Linked DNA regions of Mus musculus: all the other regions are linked to region 6. A link is a contact called in public Hi-C, HiCAR-type, HiChIP or PLAC-seq and Micro-C data. All regions are on one chromosome and are shown on one strand. The core of a region is the stretch at or near the end of the contact, and the rest is flanking DNA. Distances in the headings are between cores, read along the strand shown. Region 1 overlaps Ttc27 (tetratricopeptide repeat domain 27). Region 2 overlaps Ttc27 (tetratricopeptide repeat domain 27). Region 3 overlaps Ltbp1 (latent transforming growth factor beta binding protein 1). Region 4 overlaps Ttc27 (tetratricopeptide repeat domain 27). Region 5 overlaps Ltbp1 (latent transforming growth factor beta binding protein 1). Region 6 holds the start of Ltbp1 (latent transforming growth factor beta binding protein 1).

The links. HiChIP or PLAC-seq counts read pairs in DNA pulled down with a chosen protein or histone mark. Hi-C and Micro-C count contacts between places; a contact is called where the count stands out from the background. HiCAR-type assays count read pairs that join an accessible place to other places.
Region 1: a contact with region 6 is called in a Micro-C map of the HL-1 cell line, with 3 times the contacts expected there. The contact joins the enhancer-like site here to the promoter of Ltbp1 in region 6. A contact is called at or near these places in 22 of 39 promoter capture datasets (the 3T3-L1 cell line, 3T3-L1-derived adipocytes, the C10 cell line and 11 more), 76 of 484 Hi-C or Micro-C datasets (the 3T3-L1 cell line, 3T3-L1-derived adipocytes, the 4T1 cell line and 46 more), 26 of 115 datasets of contacts at active chromatin or transcription factors (T-cell acute lymphoblastic leukemia, bone marrow-derived dendritic cells, bone marrow-derived macrophages and 17 more) and 7 of 9 other capture datasets (adipose tissue, bone marrow-derived macrophages, embryonic stem cells and 4 more).
Region 2: a Hi-C map of nephron progenitors shows a contact between it and region 6, with 2.2 times the contacts expected there. The contact joins the enhancer-like site here to the promoter of Ltbp1 in region 6. A contact is called at or near these places in 19 of 39 promoter capture datasets (the 3T3-L1 cell line, 3T3-L1-derived adipocytes, the HPC-7 cell line and 11 more), 1 of 484 Hi-C or Micro-C datasets (nephron progenitors), 16 of 115 datasets of contacts at active chromatin or transcription factors (craniofacial prominence, embryonic basal ganglia, embryonic fibroblasts and 10 more) and 4 of 9 other capture datasets (adipose tissue, embryonic stem cells, liver and 1 more).
Region 3: a contact with region 6 is called in an SMC1A HiChIP or PLAC-seq map of the NIH/3T3 cell line, with 7 times the contacts expected there. The contact joins the enhancer-like site here to the promoter of Ltbp1 in region 6. A contact is called at or near these places in 6 of 39 promoter capture datasets (the 3T3-L1 cell line, 3T3-L1-derived adipocytes, the HPC-7 cell line and 3 more), 1 of 15 datasets of contacts at CTCF or cohesin (the NIH/3T3 cell line), 4 of 484 Hi-C or Micro-C datasets (3T3-L1-derived adipocytes, adipose-derived mesenchymal stem cells, embryonic fibroblasts and 1 more), 1 of 115 datasets of contacts at active chromatin or transcription factors (the NIH/3T3 cell line) and 1 of 9 other capture datasets (adipose tissue).
Region 4: a contact with region 6 is called in a HiCAR-type map of embryonic stem cells, with 4 times the contacts expected there. The contact joins the enhancer-like site here to the promoter of Ltbp1 in region 6. A contact is called at or near these places in 10 of 39 promoter capture datasets (the HPC-7 cell line, HPC-7-derived erythroid cells, cranial neural crest and 7 more), 3 of 484 Hi-C or Micro-C datasets (embryonic stem cells and nephron progenitors), 14 of 115 datasets of contacts at active chromatin or transcription factors (craniofacial prominence, embryonic basal ganglia, embryonic hindbrain and 6 more) and 2 of 9 other capture datasets (adipose tissue and pancreatic islet).
Region 5: a contact with region 6 is called in a FOXA1 HiChIP or PLAC-seq map of pancreatic cancer cells. The contact joins the enhancer-like site here to the promoter of Ltbp1 in region 6. A contact is called at or near these places in 4 of 39 promoter capture datasets (the HPC-7 cell line, cranial neural crest, frontonasal cranial neural crest and 1 more), 2 of 484 Hi-C or Micro-C datasets (cumulus cells and muscle stem cells), 2 of 115 datasets of contacts at active chromatin or transcription factors (embryonic fibroblasts and pancreatic cancer cells) and 1 of 9 other capture datasets (adipose tissue).

Annotation. Positions count from the first base shown.
Region 1 is chr17:74,795,212-74,797,911 of GRCm38.p6, forward strand. The region is part of intron 12 of Ttc27 (tetratricopeptide repeat domain 27); the gene reads left to right. Among named protein-coding and RNA genes, the nearest start is that of Ttc27, 79 kb to the left of the region's middle. Within about 2 kb of position 1,285, at least 42 of the 459 cell types and tissues checked have an H3K27ac peak or open chromatin away from gene starts, as enhancers often do. A contact at or near this core is called in the C2C12 cell line, the HL-1 cell line, adipose-derived mesenchymal stem cells and 5 more, where this site is marked.
Region 2 is chr17:74,845,067-74,847,766 of GRCm38.p6, forward strand. All of the region lies in intron 16 of Ttc27 (tetratricopeptide repeat domain 27), which reads left to right. Among named protein-coding and RNA genes, the nearest start is that of Gm31759, 100 kb to the right of the region's middle. Within about 2 kb of position 1,300, at least 81 of the 459 cell types and tissues checked have an H3K27ac peak or open chromatin away from gene starts, as enhancers often do. A contact at or near this core is called in 3T3-L1-derived adipocytes, adipose tissue, embryonic fibroblasts and 5 more, where this site is marked.
Region 3 is chr17:75,198,197-75,200,896 of GRCm38.p6, forward strand. All of the region lies in intron 5 of Ltbp1 (latent transforming growth factor beta binding protein 1), which reads left to right. Among named protein-coding and RNA genes, the nearest start is that of Ltbp1, 190 kb to the left of the region's middle. Within about 2 kb of position 1,330, at least 61 of the 459 cell types and tissues checked have an H3K27ac peak or open chromatin away from gene starts, as enhancers often do. A contact at or near this core is called in the HPC-7 cell line and the NIH/3T3 cell line, where this site is marked.
Region 4 is chr17:74,772,551-74,775,250 of GRCm38.p6, forward strand. The region is part of intron 10 of Ttc27 (tetratricopeptide repeat domain 27); the gene reads left to right. Among named protein-coding and RNA genes, the nearest start is that of Ttc27, 56 kb to the left of the region's middle. Within about 2 kb of position 1,266, at least 12 of the 459 cell types and tissues checked have an H3K27ac peak or open chromatin away from gene starts, as enhancers often do. A contact at or near this core is called in embryonic stem cells and stem cell-derived epiblast-like cells, where this site is marked.
Region 5 is chr17:75,254,922-75,257,621 of GRCm38.p6, forward strand. All of the region lies in intron 9 of Ltbp1 (latent transforming growth factor beta binding protein 1), which reads left to right. Among named protein-coding and RNA genes, the nearest start is that of Rasgrp3, 180 kb to the right of the region's middle. Within about 2 kb of position 1,265, at least 45 of the 459 cell types and tissues checked have an H3K27ac peak or open chromatin away from gene starts, as enhancers often do. A contact at or near this core is called in embryonic fibroblasts, muscle stem cells and pancreatic cancer cells, where this site is marked.
Region 6 is chr17:75,004,170-75,006,869 of GRCm38.p6, forward strand. It overlaps Ltbp1 (latent transforming growth factor beta binding protein 1), which reads left to right and starts at 1,360. Exons shown (of 34, transcript NM_019919.4): 1 at 1,360-2,192. The coding sequence starts at 1,717.

The DNA.
Region 1 (2,700 bases), core at 35-2,534, 210 kb before region 6:
ACCTCCAGAATCTTTTTGATCCCAAGATTTTCTCTCTATAAATTAAAACCTTTCAGTGGCTTCTATGTGTGAATTTATGTGTCTAGAAGCCATGACTAATAGGATGAATGGTGCAGGCATCAGTCTTAGGTGAAGTAATGTAGATTGGGAGAGAGAGGACTGCTGCCTCTGCTGGTATAGGGGCCAGAAGAAGTTGGAAGTTTCTGTTTCTTGACTAATCCAAAAGTTCTTGAGTCTGGTGTTTCATGACCATTGGCCTCTTCTGCGCCTGGCTGTGATGGAGTAACTGGTCCCGTGGCTCACTCTCCTGCATTTCCTGTGCTATGTATGAGTCTGCCCAAAACATAGTGGCTCAAACCCACGTAATCACCCCTTCAAGATGTTTGTTTCTCCTGTGTCTCTGTGCCACAGGAATCTGGGGAGAGCTTGACTTCTGGGGAGAGCTTGACTTCTGGGGAGAGCTTGACTTCTGGGGAGAGCTTGACTGGGCTTTGGGATTTCTCAGAAGTTACAATTAGCTGGTGGTGAAGTGGGCACTTCATGGGGTGTGTCCTGGGGCTTAGGATGCCCCACCAACAGGTCCTCTACACTTCCAATAGCCTGAGGCCAGCTGGGATTCTTGTCCTCATCTCAAGGCTTCTCTGGGTGGCTTTTCCTCAGGAATCAGCAGGGCTCCAGCCCAGTGTCCCGGAGAAGTTCCCAGCTTCTAAGGTCACTCAGTGTTGTTTTTGCCATAGTCCCAAGTGCATCCACAGCATTTGCTAAAGAATAAAAAGCAAAAACAATGTATAGCTAAAATTCCATTGAGAAAATAATAATAATAAAGTGGAACCTATTTGATTGCCTCCGGCTTTGCCCAGCGCTAACGTCTGAGTCTGCCCAGCTGTGCTCCCGCAGTCCTGTGGCCTGACAGCCACCAGCGCAGCAGACCCTCTGCGAGCATCAGAAATCCTCTGGTTCACCGCCCTGAGGATGGAAAACACCAAGGGCCGTTCCTTTCCCTTCCTTCAGCTGTCTGAGTGGGTCTGGAAGCAGCTGGCCTGTCTCTCACTGTCTACCTTCATGGTGCCCTGTCTCTCAGCAGACAAAGCTCTGAGCTTGTAGGTGCTGTAGTCTAAGGCACCAAGAAGACAATTCCAGAATTCCTTCTTCAGCGGGTGTCATGGACTTGCCGGCGTTTGTTCCCTTCACAGTCATGGCATCAGATTGCCAGGAGACAGTGCATGTGGCCACATCTGCAGTGTGGTGGCTGATGTTTATTCCAGACCACAGAATCCACTATAACGGAATAGAAATGGAAGGGATTTTATGTGAGTCAGCTTTGGAATTTGTGGAATGGTGTGGTGCAAAGTTTAAATGCCTTCCTGTCAAGAGAAATGCTTTGAACCACACTGTAAGCTTATTGGTGTGGCCACTATCGTATGACGTTTTTGTTAACTGTTTGTCTTTATGGCTCACAGAGTTTTGTTCAGATACATTAAAAACCATTTTATTATTTGGTAATAGAGGAAACTTGTATCCTAAAACATTGAACTATAAAATTTCATATTTGTTTTGGCTTATGATTATTTTCCCTTGGAAATTGTTTTGTACATTTTCAGTCCATGTCCAGAGTACACCTGACAGTCTGTATTACCTGTACTTCATCACAAATGCAAAAGCACCAGCATTTGGAAAAGTTCATTCCTTATTTAAAAAGAGTTCAAAACTTAGATACCTTACAGATACATGGAACTTAAACTAAATCTAGTATATAGACTTTCAGGTTGCCAGTGTATCAGAACAGGGTGGCAGATGGGGGTGAGGTAAGTTGAGGATTCCTAGTAGTCATAAGCGTAGTCACGTGATAGGCAGCCTTGTATTGAGGGTGATCTTTAAGTTGGTCTTTAAGCTGACCGCCTGGAGGAGCCACATGTGCCTGGTGTTGGTGTCACCAAGCAGGCTGCCCTGCCTGGATGGGAGTCATGGGTAAACAAGGAGAACTTGGGGTAAGTGTCAGATCGTACACACTGGACAGCCGTAATTAGGTTGTGAGCAGCAGCAAGTTGGACCTGCTGGAGTGAACAGATCCAGCTGAAGCCTTGGGAATCAAGGTCCCCTGGCTCTGCAGCTCAGTGTAGGCCCATGATTCCTTAGCCTTTGATAGCTCCAGCTTCAGCCTTCTGAATAACAGAACTCTGAGACCCTTGGTTCTAAAGGACGGACAGCCCCCTGGAGCCTGTGCAGTGCCCGCTCTTTCTCTGCCACCTCTTTCTAACCTTGCTTCTACCTGTTCTCTGTCCTTTTTCCCTCCACTGCCTCTTTGTTACTGCGTTGTGCTCTCTTGAACCGTTTAACTCCTCCTTCAGATAGGCACCCCAGCCACCTTGCTCCTTTAATGTCGTGGCCTCCTGACTTCCCAGCTCTGCTTCCTGAGGTGTCACAGCTCCTCTGTTGCTGCTTTTGCTGACCGCTCAGCTGCTGCTGCCATGGTCCTCTGCCACTTCTGCCACTGCTGCTGTCTGTAGTCAGTGTACTTCTTTCTCCTCCTTACCAGCTCTGCCCACAGTACTAGAAGCAGGCGAGAAAGAAAGGACAACTAAAGAAAATCCTTTGGGGGGAGTGAGTGTGTGTGTGTGTGTCTTAGCCCACTCACTAAATTAGGGTACACAACCTACTTATATAGACAGAGAAGGGGTATTGTATCAGTCACAGTCCACC
Region 2 (2,700 bases), core at 50-2,549, 160 kb before region 6:
TCCCATTTTTGTCACTGCAGAGTCCTATTTATGTTCCAGTTTAGTCAGTTGAGCCACCACCCTTCCCCCAACTAAGAAACAGCTTTGAGGCTTCTGTTACCACAGCTCACTGTCGCTTTCCTCGAGTATCACAAAACTGTCCCGTGTAGCTGTGTGTCGGTGGTATTCTTTGTGTAGATTTCTGGCAGATATTTTCTTTGGAGTCATGAAAAGGTGCTATTGATGGTCAGCAGGGCAGGTTGCCAACCAAATTAAAGTCTGAGAATAAATGATGATTGAGTATTACCTGAGAGAAAGAGAGAGGAAACAGGCTCACTTTGTATAAATTACAGCTTTGGAAAATAGATGCTATCTCTGTTTTACTGGAGGAACCTGAGGCTCAGCAAGGTAAGCTAATAAAGTAGATGTGTTTTAGCTGGCAGGCAGTAGAAGGCAGGAAAGCCAGGGCTGGAAATCTGGCTCGCACGTGTGTGTGTGTGTGTGTGTGTGTGTGTGTGTGTGTGTGTGTGTGTGTGTACGTGTGTGTACGTGTGTGTACGTGTGTGTGTGCTCGTGAGTATACACATGCAGATGTATGCATACATGTGCCTGTGGAGGCCAGTGATCCCGTGTTAGTTGTGCCTCATCACCTTATTTTCATAGGCAGGGTCTCTCACTGAGGTGGAACCTGTGCACCTGGCAAGCATAGACAGCCAGTGAGCCCCAGCCATCCTCCTGTCTCTGCCTCCCTAGTTCTAGGATTATAGGCGCACCTGGTACGAGGGGTGCTGCAGATTCAAACTGAGGGCTTCACATTTTGAGCAAGGACATTACTCACTGAGCCATTTTCCTAGCACCAATCCATCACAACCCCTTAGAGCTTTTTGTTTTGTTTTTGTTATCAAGAAGGAACACAAAGGAAAATGCTCAGCTTCTGTCTTCTCTTCCTAATGAGGCTTTTGGGAATCCAAGAGTTAGGTTATCAGTCCAGGAAACAGCATCTTACTTGGAGAACTCCAAGTAGAGCAGAGTTAGGCAAACAGTGGAGGTGGGAAATTGCTTCATTTCTGGCCTGAAGCCCATCTGGAAGTTTTTGTAACAGGACCCGAGGTAGTCCTATTCCTTCCTGCTCTGAAGACCTCCAGGATTCAGAGGGCTGAACTCTGTGCAGCAGGCCAAGACTGTGATGAGATTTGGCTGAGGACGTCAAGGTTAGTGTGTTAGGGGAGAAGATGGAAATGCTCTTTTGCCAGACTGGCCAGCGTTTGTTTATGTTAGAACTGCCTCTCTGTTATGTGTGAGGCCTTCGCTCTTCCAGGACCTGTGTGGTGCTCACACAGCTGCACTTGGTACATTCCTCAAGCGTGGTCTGGCATAGAGGGGAGACATAGATGTTGAGCATAAAACACAAAACCAAACAACACAAGCCCCACCATCTGCCAGCCAAGAAAACCGAGCAGCTGGGAACAGCGGTGTCCAAGTACTGAGAGGCTGAGGCTGAGGGTCACAGTGTGAGGCCAGCCCAGGCCATTTAACACAACTTAACAAAAGAGGTGAGGGGCAAATTAGGACATTGTCAGGTTTTAAACCTCCAGGGATTTGTCACTGCAAGCCTCCCCTTCGGGAGCTTCTGACAGGGGTGTGGAGTGTTTGGATGCTGACTCATCAAGTCAGATGCTGACTCAGCCTGGATGAAGGGACACATGTCACACTCGATTCAGTGCATAAACATTATTGTAATAGGTTTATTACAATAAACTCTTTGTTTTCTACATGCTTCATCTACAGTTGGTTTTCTGTACAGTTTGTAATGAATTCGTTTAAAGAATTTGGTTTACATATGAAGTACACAATATCTAAAGACAGTCTGTTGACATAAACATTAGAAAGAGGCACCTGTGGAATTACAGAAGCAAGCGTTTTCACATTATTGAATTTTATACAAATGCCTGTAGTACTCTGTAAAACTAAAACTATGGCTTCCGTGTTTTCCTCAAGTGCACTTTCTAGATGAGGTTAACTCTCAAATTAGTCTCAGTAGATTTGAAAGGAATATTTTATAAAGTATCTTTTCCACAGGAAAACAACAACAACCAAAAAGAAAACAAAAACAAAAGTAAAACAAAAAATTTACAGAATGATGAAAAGTAAAGAACATGCTCTTAAATACCCAGCAGCTGTGCTGGTTGGAATGAGAACACCTGTAGATTTGATTGCTTGATCACTAGGGAGTGCCACCACTTGAAAGGATTAGAAGGTGTGGCTTTGCACATTTCAAGCTCAGGCTGGGACCTGTCTCTGTCTCTGTCTCTGTCTCTGTCTCTGTCTCCCCTCTTCTCTTCTCTTCTCCTCTCCTCTCTTTTCCCCCTCCCCCTCCTCCCTCTCCTCCCACCCTACCTCCACCCCTGCTGTCTGTGGATCTGGATGTAGAACTCTCAGCTCTCAGCTATTTATCCAGCACTATGTCTGCCTGCATGCTGCCATGCTCCTCATCATGTTAAAAATTGAGTAAACCTCTGAAAAACTTTAAGCGAGCCCCAGTTAATTGCTGTCCTGTCCTTGTGGCAGCTCTTCATAGCAGTAGAACACCTAGTAACACAGTAGATTAAATGAAAAATCAGAAAGTAGGTCTTAGGAGACACTTAGAAGTCCTAATAAGTTGGACATTTATGGCTAGCTGGATATTCATTTTAAAACACAGGAGAGATTTCAGGTCAGCAA
Region 3 (2,700 bases), core at 80-2,579, 190 kb after region 6:
ACTGAGCCTGCAAGTCCCTTTTATGTTCACATTCCAGTGAAGAATCTGATGTTTCAAGTCTGCCCTGTGTCTTACAGGATGCTTGAAGCAGCCTTGGATCATTTGCATTACACTCATATGACCCAGGCTGGATGCTCATTCATCATACAGTAAGGATGATTTTGAACTCCTGATCCTCCTGCTTTCACCTCCAAAGTACTAAGGTTACATATGGATATGGTGTGTGCCACCATATCCGGCTAAATGCTTTGGTTCAGCTGTTTTGCCTTTTTGACCTTAGACATAAGCTCCTAGTGGGAAACACATGAAGACCCTGAAGTTTAATGAGTGGCATATACGTTTATGAAGGAGGAAGAGGAACCTTGGATTTGTAACAGCACTGTGGAGTGCTGTCTGTATGCCCAATGCCCAGTGGCTGAGAAATCAGGGGTCTGCAGGCATTCTATAGATGAGGTTAAATAACTGCTCAGCACCATGGAGCAAGTTTGTTTGAAAAGGCAGGTTTGAAGCTCAGAATCCAGTACTGTGTTCTCCTGTACCCACCGTTGTTTCATGCTGTCTTCTCTATGCTGGAGTGGACGTGTAGTCCAAGTTGAGAACCCTGGCACTGGACTCTCATCCATGCTGTCAAATGGGAGTGATGAGCTTTGAGAGGTTTTCCTATCTAGAGAGTTTGAAGGTGACTCCCTGAGGGTGCTGTTGCTCTGAGGAAGGACTGGTAGTGAATGAGAGGTGATGTCAGGGGGACTTTGTCCCAGGTGATGAAATGCAAATATACGTTCCTGGATTATTACCCAATTAAGGTGAGGATAAGAGCTATTGGGTACCCAGGAGAAGCTGAGATGACATTACTCAAGGCAGACTATATGTGTAAAACAGAATATATCTCAATTATTACACAAACCTTTGTTGGGCATGAGAACAAGCATGGGGTGTCACATAAACTTCATACAGACTGAAGTGGAGAATTTTGAAGGCAGTTCTTGGGGATTCATGATTCTAAATACAAGTCCTCACCTAGAGTAGCGTCCTCAAGTCCTGCAGGAAGTCAGATCCTCATTCCTAGTCACAGAAAGTGGCTTCCTACCCCTGAGAGCTGCTGTGGGCCTGGACAGGAATGATACTAAGTTCTGAGTGATTTCTGGGTCATCCCAGAGGAAGACATGAGATGAGAGTCCTCAGTGTTTTCTGGAAATCCAGGTGGGCTTAACTCCTCTCCAGCTACCAACTGGAGGGTTTCCCAATTGATCATTGAACAGACGTGAAGAGAGAAAGCAGGTCTGATTCATAGACATTGTGTTCACCTAAATGCCCCACCGTCTTTTTGGAGAGATGTAAAGTCTCTTTCCTGTGATTCACATGTATTACTCAGAATCCTTGTACTTACTGGACTCTAAAGCAGAGATTCAGGTTTGGGGGAAGTAACTTTTAAACACTGCAAATAGTGAGTCCTTCTCTCCTTCCCTCTCCTCTAATGCCAATATGGGTTATAGAGCTAGGCAGCTCTGATGTCAGAAAATACTCCCCTTCCAAGTGGTAAGAACACTGGGTGGACCTCTTCCCCATTCTTCAATAGGGAAGACACATTGTTAGTCTAGCGCATCGTATGATGAAACAGGAAACATGTTATCTTTGTGACTCAGCTGTGGCAAAACGCAAATGTCAGTCAGACAATGAGATGGGAATACAGGGGCTTAAGGTCCCTAAGCTTGCTTCTGAAAGAGGACAAAGCATCGGCTGGCGAGTGGTGGCTGTGGTCATGACAGCTGTGTGTGTCCTTGTCTCTTCTCGGCCCTGCCTAGGTCCTTCTCGTAATGTCAGAGATAAGCATTTTTGCTTGTCATTGTGTCTTATACTTCCTGGATACACTGTCACAAATAATGAGAACGTCGAGTCCTTCAGGCTGAGCCAGTGAATGGCATCCACTCTTCTGAACTTTGGATGCTTGCTGGGTAGTCAAGGCCTGGCTTTTCAGTCATTTAGCAGGCAACACAGAGAGTTTGAGTGTTCAGAGAGCTGCCAGTCATTGTTTAATGCTTTAGAGAACATCACAGGTTCTAAATCCAGGGAGGAATTTTTATTCTTCTTCTCTCTCTCTCTCTCAAAAAATTCTTTAGTTGATTTATATGTCTCTGTGTGTATATGCACACATGTGGGTGCAGGACCTGCCTAAGCCAGAAGAGAACACTGGATCCCCTGGAGCTGAAGTTACAGGCAAATGTCAGCTGCCCTTTGTGGGTTCTGGGAACTGAGCTGATATCCTCTGGAAGGACAAGTGTTTTTAATCACGGAGACATCTCTCCAGCCCATCTTCTGTTTCTCAGTTTTTGTCATTTAATTTCTTAAATCAAATTTTTATAAGCTAAAAAGGCAGGAATGCTGGGAGGTGGCTTCCTTGGTAAAATGCTTGCTGTGCACACATAAGAACCTGAGCTAGATCTCCAGTGCCAACGGAAAGGCTAGATGTGGTAGTGGGTCTCTGTAATCTCAGTGCTAGGGCCTCTGGAGCCTGATGGATCCTTGGGGTCCTGACCAATGTAACTGAGTTAGCCAGCTCCAGGTTGGATGAGAGATACTATTTCAGAAGTTAAGGTAGAAAGCAATTGAGGAAGATCCCCAAGGTTGACCTCTGGCCTCCTCATGTATATACATGCATGATCAGGAATACACACACACACACACACACACACACACACACAC
Region 4 (2,700 bases), core at 16-2,515, 230 kb before region 6:
GGCATCTTTGTCCAGATGGTTGTAGTTCTAGGTACTCATGCGTGGGTCTTCAGTCTTGTTCCATCCAGCTTAATGTGGTGATGATAGTACATGAAAACAAAATTCCTTTACAGTCTCTCAGAAATTTTGAAGATTCAAAGGAGCTTGAAGTCAGAAGTTTTAAGAGTTTTACGAGTGCTGACCCAGGGTGTGGCTAAGGGAGTGGGTACCCGTGTGGCTCCCAAGCCTCCCCAGGCTCCCCTGTTGGTTTGCCTTCACTGTGGAAGCATGAAGGGGGCTCCAGCTCTTCCAGCTCCCGTTAGCAACAGCAGCGGAACAAGTCCTGATTTCCGTGTTCTAGATTTGAGTGCAGTGAAGAGTGGGCAAGCGCAGTTCTCAGTGTTCCTCCAGCAAGAGGCTGCTTTTCACTTCGCAGTCTGCTCATTGTCCAAGAAGAGATGATACAAGGCTTAGAAAAAGCTGTCCAGTCACTTTACCTGGCTTTCTATTTCTCACAGGTGTCATCCTATAATTATTATGTAATACTGGCTTAACGTAGGTTTAAGGGTGCTGTTGGAACTTGGTAGATTTTAGTTGTAATTCTCCTTCCCACAGAGACTTTCATTTTCCTTGAGAGTCTGAGTGGCAGTCTACTTGATTGCTCGATTTGTAAATCACAGTTAAGTTCAGGCTCCTGTCAAAGAGAAGAAAGCTGTTTCACCTGACTGTTGATATATTTGGTTAAGTACATTCTTTCAGATTTTAAAAATAAGTTCTATCCTGCTTATACAAAGATTGCACAGCAAATCAAATCAAAGGTGATCTGGCATGTGATCAGTCAGACCTTTTAGATTATCAGCTAGTCTCTATTGGCTCTTCAGAAAGTCCAAACACTTTGATATCCTTCTAGTGAGAATGGATTGCTTCAGTGACAGGGGAGGCCCTTTGGGTCAGCTCTGCTTCTTTGAAGATGTGTGCGCATACACTCAGATGCAAGCACACAAAGTTTTAATTATACCAGACCCAGTGCAGAATTGCCTCATGTACTAAATCATTCTCTGTGCAAACTTTAAGTTGTAGTCTTGATCTTCTGTAGGGTTTTCTGGGAAAATCTTTACTGAAAACAGCACCAAAAGGGAGACACACCTTTGATTCTGCAGCTTCATTCACTCTGACCCACGAGACTGCAGCTCCTGGAGATTGGGCATTGTTCTGATCGGTGGGTGGCTGGGCCTCCATCTATACAATGACTTTGCTTTTAGAAGGAGTTTAGGAGAAATGTCCTTAAAAGGAAGTAATCAAATTGAAAACAACAGGGGCAGTGGTGTGTATCTTAGCCCAGCATTTGGGGAGGCTGACGGGAGGACGCTGGAAAGCTTGAGATCCGCTGGCTTACCTGTGGGTTGTGGGGAGGCCCCACTTTTGGACACCTGGTTTTGCTCCCAGTGAATATACGTGATACTTGAGATTAGTAACTGGTACCAACAACCAGTGTATCTTAAGTGTCTGATGGGACTGAGTGGGTAAGAGCACTTGTTGCTCTTGCAGACGACCCTGCTGCCATTCCTTGCACCCACAACCATCTGCAATCCCATTTCCATGGAATCTGATGCCCTGAGCTCTGCAGGCAAGAGGCACACAAGTGGGACCCATGGAAGGCAAAACAGTAAATAAAGCTACAGAAATGAAGAGAGATTTAAAACAACCATAAAGCTACCAAAGCTTTCATGAGATTTGCTGAAGGGGCAAGAACTACTTTTAAAATCCTTTCATAGGCGAATGCCCTGAGGTTAAATGATCCTTTCTTTGTGGGTAGACCTGGAAGAGAATTTAGGTCATTGGTAATGTCAGCTCTGATTTTCCTATTGACCGAGCCTGTGAGGATTCCAGTTTGTTTGAATATGGTAAAATTATCTCAAAACTTGCTAAAAATTAATTAATTTGCTCGGAAAATCTAGTAACCCACTATTGCCAGCGAGGGCCCTTGCCTCAGAGACTCCACACCCACCCCGTGTAATACCACCAACTGGAGATTTAAGTGTGCAAACTCACGAGCTGTTGGAGGATATTTCACCTCAAACAATGGCAGGATTTGTTAGGATGTATTAGTAAATTAGCAAATCAAAAAAAAGTACTCGGAACTCAGTGGAGGAACTCCACCCTTTTTGTCTGTTAGTTTAATGTTCTTAGTTTTAGTGGTGGCTAAATGCTACTCCGCTTAAGAGATTGTCAGGCTTAAGAGAGCAAGAAGTCTAGTCTGTGCAGGAAAAAAGTGCTCAGGTGCCAGGTGAATCTGTATTACTAGTGGGGCCAGTTCAGCTCTTATAGGGAGCTCACACGCGTGGTTCTCAGCCTGTGCGGCGGTGACATGTCAGGACTTTACATTATATTCATCACAGCAGCAGCATTACAGTTGTGAAGCAACAGCAACAATAATTTTATGGTTGGGTCACCACAACATGAGGAACTGCATTAAAGGGTCTCAGCATCAGGAAGGCTGAGAAGCGCTGTGTAGACTGTTGACTCTATTCTGTTTGGTGGTCTTTGCTGCTTCAGAGAGCATCGAGTCCATCAGACATAGATACCCATCCAGAAGTATCTGAATGCACAAAACATTGATTATTAATAAGCCATGAACTGCTTACCGAGTAGTTCACGGTACCCCATCACATCATCAAACAGCATAGATTTTGTTGTAACTGGTAACTTGCATATGCTACA
Region 5 (2,700 bases), core at 15-2,514, 250 kb after region 6:
AATTTCCCTCCCTTTGTGACATTATTAGTTGGCAAAATGAAATAGAACTTCCTCGAATTACATATATACACTTAGGTTTCCTAGAGCCTTGAAGCTCTTTGATTTTGTTATCCCCAACAGAAATTCAAAAGGAACCCATTAAGCATGTAATTACGTGTGCTTTCCACATTGTTCTCGCAGTCTCCAGTCCTCTCTGTTTACAAAGCACATTTAAAATTAAAGTGATTAATAACTAGAGTTACATTATTTCCTTCAACAAAGTGAATTCATATCCCAGAGCATCTTTTACCAACGTGCGCTGAAAACAAAGAGCCAACTGTGCGCACATTAATTTGAGAAGCTTTCAAATCATTGCCCTTAAAGCTTTTCTTCTCTCTCTCTCCTCTAGTGATTCAGTAATTATCTTTTCAAGAGAATGATTTATGGCATATATATACATGCCTCTCTGAAAGCTGCCCCTCTGTCCTCTGCATGATGGAATTGGTATAATCTGTTTCATCTTTCATAACCAGAAATTTAGCTGTGTTTCCTGGTAGATCTAGAGTGTTCTTCATCTGCCATTTGAATGTTTTGCTCATGGAGACAGTAATGAGAATGCCTACTCTTTTGATTGAAGTATCAAATGCTAGACACTTCTCTCTTCCATAGTGCCTTTCCTTACCATCACTCTACCATGAGATAAGAGCATTTAAAATGCAGATGTGTGCAGTATGGGGGGGGTGAGGCTATACAACTCAATAGTAGTATGTTTGACTGGTGTCTGAGTTTAACCCTCAGCACCACTGAACTGGCCATGATGATAACATTTGTAATCCCAGCACTTTAGGAGCTAGGGATAACAAAATGAATAGTTCAAAGTCATGCTCTTACCTATAGTGAATTAGAGGCAAACCTGATCTACACACGACCCTGTCCTCTAAACCAAGTTAGCTATAAGTCTAAGTGCTAAACAATTTTTTGAAAGCTAACATTTCTCGCTACCCCTAAAATCACTTACCAGTTTCATGACTTTACAGATACAAAAGTCAACATAACTGTTTTCTGCCCTTCAAAAACCTGTCCAAGTACTTCAGATTGTGTCAAACTATGTAACCATAAGATGCCTTACACCTTTTAACACTGGTAGCATGCATGCTGGTTTTTTAATAGATGGTTTTGAAAACCTTTTCAGTGATTCACTGTTCTGAAAATACACACAGGGCATTCCTGAGCTGAACAGAAGGTTTGTCATGAGCTGTGGGTAAGATACACGAGTCCAGCAGGTTGAGTAAGCAGGATGTAATTTGCTTAATTCACTTGCCCACCTCACTGAGCTGTAAGTGACTCAGAATGAGCCTCTCAAAGGAGTTAAGAAGGGCTTGCCCATCACCCTTTCTTTTGCTACCATTTTATTATTATCCTGGTTGTTTTACTTGAGCAAAATAAATGAACAGAACTTGTACTGAATTTGGGCAGTGATACTCATTGCTCAAACTTCCACTGACTGGCTCTTTATAGGTAAAATGTCCCCCTAACGTGTAGCTATAACAGAATTTAGTTAGTCTTAAAAAAAATAAATTGCACATTTTTTAAGGATCATATTTGTTGGTAAATGAAACTCACCTGCAATTGCATTTACAAACTCTTTATGAGTGTGTAATCCATGTGTAGAATAGTGCACAGATACAAAGGTAGAGTTGCATGCTGTCTAGTTCAACGCATTATCACGAAGCAAACATACTTGGATAGTTATTCCCCAGGTCAACAAATAGACTATGTCCTGTACCCTACAACTGACCTGTTTCCCCCAGAAATTTTACTTTCTTCTATTCCAGAAGTAATCAGTGTTCTTACTCTTGTAACTATAGATTAGTTTTGTACCTTTAGAAAATTTTCAATTTTTAATGTATTTTCTATGCCTCCTCCTTGCTTATTTTCCTCCTCCTCCCCTTCTTTCTCTGTTCTCTTATTCCTTTTTCTCCTCCTCCTGCACTTAGCAGCATGTGGCCAACACAGCTATTACTCTGACTGCTGTGAGAATGCCATGTATCACTGTTGTTATTCAGAGCCCCCCCCCCCCCCAACTCCCAGGACTTCCCCTCTGCTCTGAAGTCTTCACTGACTTCTCCATACAGTCTTGCTACCCAGCTTTGACTATAGGAAGTCCCTTCAGTTTCATTGTGGTAAGGAAATTCTCTAGAAAGAAATGGAATCATACATTAGGTGATAAGTCTCTGTATTTGGGAAATAATGCAGATAATTCATTGGTACAAACTAAGAATAGGGTCACTCATACATGATAATTTAATGCTATAAAACATTGAATATTTATTTTGTTTCACCTACCTTCCACCCAGATTCTTCCCAAGAAACCAAAGAATCCAAAAATAAGAAATTGGGGACCTTCTCCAAGGTCTTTGCGATTTTTACTGTGCTGTGTGTAGATCATACAGTTTCTATGAACATAATTTTGCACAGGGCATCTCTTTTAACAGAGGTTGCAGCAGGCTTTTGTTTTATACAGAATACCTCTAGTACAATTGCTTTGCTCTAGTACGTTGTTTATCCAACTTTTTCCTTTATTCGTCTTCTGAAATAATTGTGAAAGACTCACATGTTCAGGCTAGCACCTGCATTTTAGGAGTAAACCAAATATTTCCCAGTAGATTCATGTTAAATTTATCTGTATTAGAAATGGACTTGATTTGATAGAAACCTAGG
Region 6 (2,700 bases), core at 110-2,609:
TCCGTGGCCTGTAGCCATTAGTGATCATTTTATCTGGAGCCCTGGTCTCCTCCCCGCGACCAGAGCTATTTCTTTGATGGTAGTGACTCTCTCAGACAGTGCTCCTTCTGGAAGCCTGTGTTCAGGCTGCTGGCCTCCAGGCCCACTTCCCTCAGAGCAAACGCTCACCAGTATTTCTGTAATGTGCAGAGAAAAGTAGGTGACTAGATTAGTCCTCAGCTTGGAATGATTTTTCCCACTATCAGTATTTCTGAAATTATTCTCACTTGCTATCAGTTGTCCTAAGCGGATGCAGGGAAAACCCTCAAACAAAGAACAATCAAAATTACTAATATGTGAGAAAACCCAAGCCTGGGAAAAGACCCTTTTTAATTCACTTAAAAATATTTATTTATTTTATGTGTGTCACTGCTTTGTCTGAATATGTGTATGGGCGCCTGAATGTCAGAAGAGAGCATCAAACCTCCTGGAACTGGAATTTTGGATGGTTGGGAATCTAATCCAGGTCCCCTGAAAGAGCAGCCAGTGCACTTAACCACTGAATTATTGCTCCAGTCCCGGGCCTTTAAAAAATTGTTTTAAAAAATATACAGTTATTATCATGGACTTTTGATTGCAGTCATGTAAAAACAGCATTCATTCTGTTGACATTGTCTTAATTCAGATGTTAGCAGTAAAGACGTCATTTCCTGGTTTTCTTCAAACTCTGTTTTGCACGAGAGAGAGAGAGAGAGAGAGAGAGAGAGAGAGAGAGAGAGAGAGAGAGAGAGAAATTCCTAAATGCTCCATTCCACTCCACTGCAAGGACCACCGGCAGGGCAGCCTCTGCGATTTTCTTCATCTACACGGGCGCCCCCTGCTGCCCATCCCGCATTCTTGACCCTCCAATGTCAGGAGCAGGGTACCACAAAGTCTTCCGGAGGTTGCAGTCCTAAAGAAAACCTTCCTTCAGACTAATAGAGCTAATCACTTTCCAATGGACAGCTCACGCTACCTCGGATAGCCTTTTCTGGGACCGGACCTAGTGTTTTAATCCAACTTCTGCAGACAGTATCCGAGCAAACTCGAGTAAAAGTGCCTGCGCTTCCAAACTGTATTACTCGAATCCTTTCCGGCTGCTAGAAGGAAAGGGCCGTTCCCTCACCTTGCTGAGCCCTTTGTCTTTTCCTGGCGCTGGGGAGCGGGAATCCCTGTCCACCCGACCCATAGCCCCAATATCTGGATGCGGAGGGTGGCGGCTCATTCTCCGGCTCATCTCGAGCTTTCCCCAATTAGGATTTGCTGCCTGACGTCACGTCTGCTGCAGATTGGCTGTTCAGATCTGACACAGGGCTCCACCGGGGAGAAGAAACTTTTAAAAGACTTTGCAGCCGGGGCTGCCTCTGAGCGTCCAGCGCTCACGGTCGTCCTTGCTCACCCTCGCGGGGTTGGCGCCCGTAGCACCCCAGCCGCACCCGGCGACACCTCGTCTGAGCCAGGGGACCCTCACCTTGAGCAGCTCGCGCCCCTCCCCTCCTCTCCACCCCAACTCCCGCCCCCTGCTCGCCTCCACTCCCGGCTGGGGTCCGCTGCCGCTCAGCCGCCCGCAAAGCTCCCTCCCCTGCGGCCACCCAGTTGGTCTCCACCCCGCGGCGCACGGGCTCTCCGCAGAGTCCTTGGGGATACCGAGGGAGCGCGCCGGGGCAGGACGAGCCGCGCGGCCGGAGACTGCCCGCGATGGCGGGAGCCTGGCTCAGGTGGGGTCTCCTGCTCTGGGCAGGGCTGCTAGCGTGGTCTGCGCACGGCCGGGTGCGGAGGATCACGTACGTGGTGCGCCCGGGCCCGGGACTGCCGGCCGGAGCCTTGCCTCTGGCTGGGCCCCCGCGGACCTTCAACGTCGCACTGGACGCCAGGTACAGCCGGAGCTCAACAGCCGCCTCCAGCCGCGCCTTGGCTGGGCCCCCAGCCGAGCGGACCCGGCGCACCAGCCAGCCCGGCGGCGCGGCCCTGCCGGGGCTCCGATCTCCGCTGCCACCCGAGCCCGCGCGTCCGGGGGGGCCCAGCCGGCAGCTCCACTCTAAGGCGGGTGCTCAGACCGCGGTCACTCGCTTCGCCAAACATGGCAGGCAAGTCGTGCGCTCCCAAGTGCAGCAGGACGCTCAGAGCGCCGGGGGCTCCAGACTGCAGGTTCAGCAGAAGCAGCAGCTGCAGGGGTAAGCCCACGCTCTGCCTGCCTCGCGCGCCGGGACCCGCCGAGGCCCGGGAACCGTCTCCTCCCCGCCGGAGGCGCTGCGGGAAGGGGTGGGCACGGGGGAAGCCCGCTCACTTTTTACTGGTGTTTAACTCTCAGTGCATTGTTACCCAGCTGCGGGGGAAACACAAAAGGCATTTATTTCTTCCCCGGGGCGTAACCTCCTGTGCGCAAACCCTTCTGCTCCTAGACTATGGGCGTAAACATGAAGTCACTACAGCTTAATCCCAAGGCATCAATTAAACTTCTTGCAACTCGGTTTTTTATTTTGGTTTACCTAATGAAAAAGGGATTGTGAGTGAAAGCTGGCTCTAAAGACCCAGCTCTCCTTGAGCATCCCAGAAATTGTATACTTGGGTTTCCTGGCACCTGTGGGTCCTAAATTGGTAAGGGGCTGGGGGTGAGACTCCACGTGAACAGCAGTAGGAATTAAAGTTTGTTATTCGGTGCTGGTAAGTATCCCCACTGAA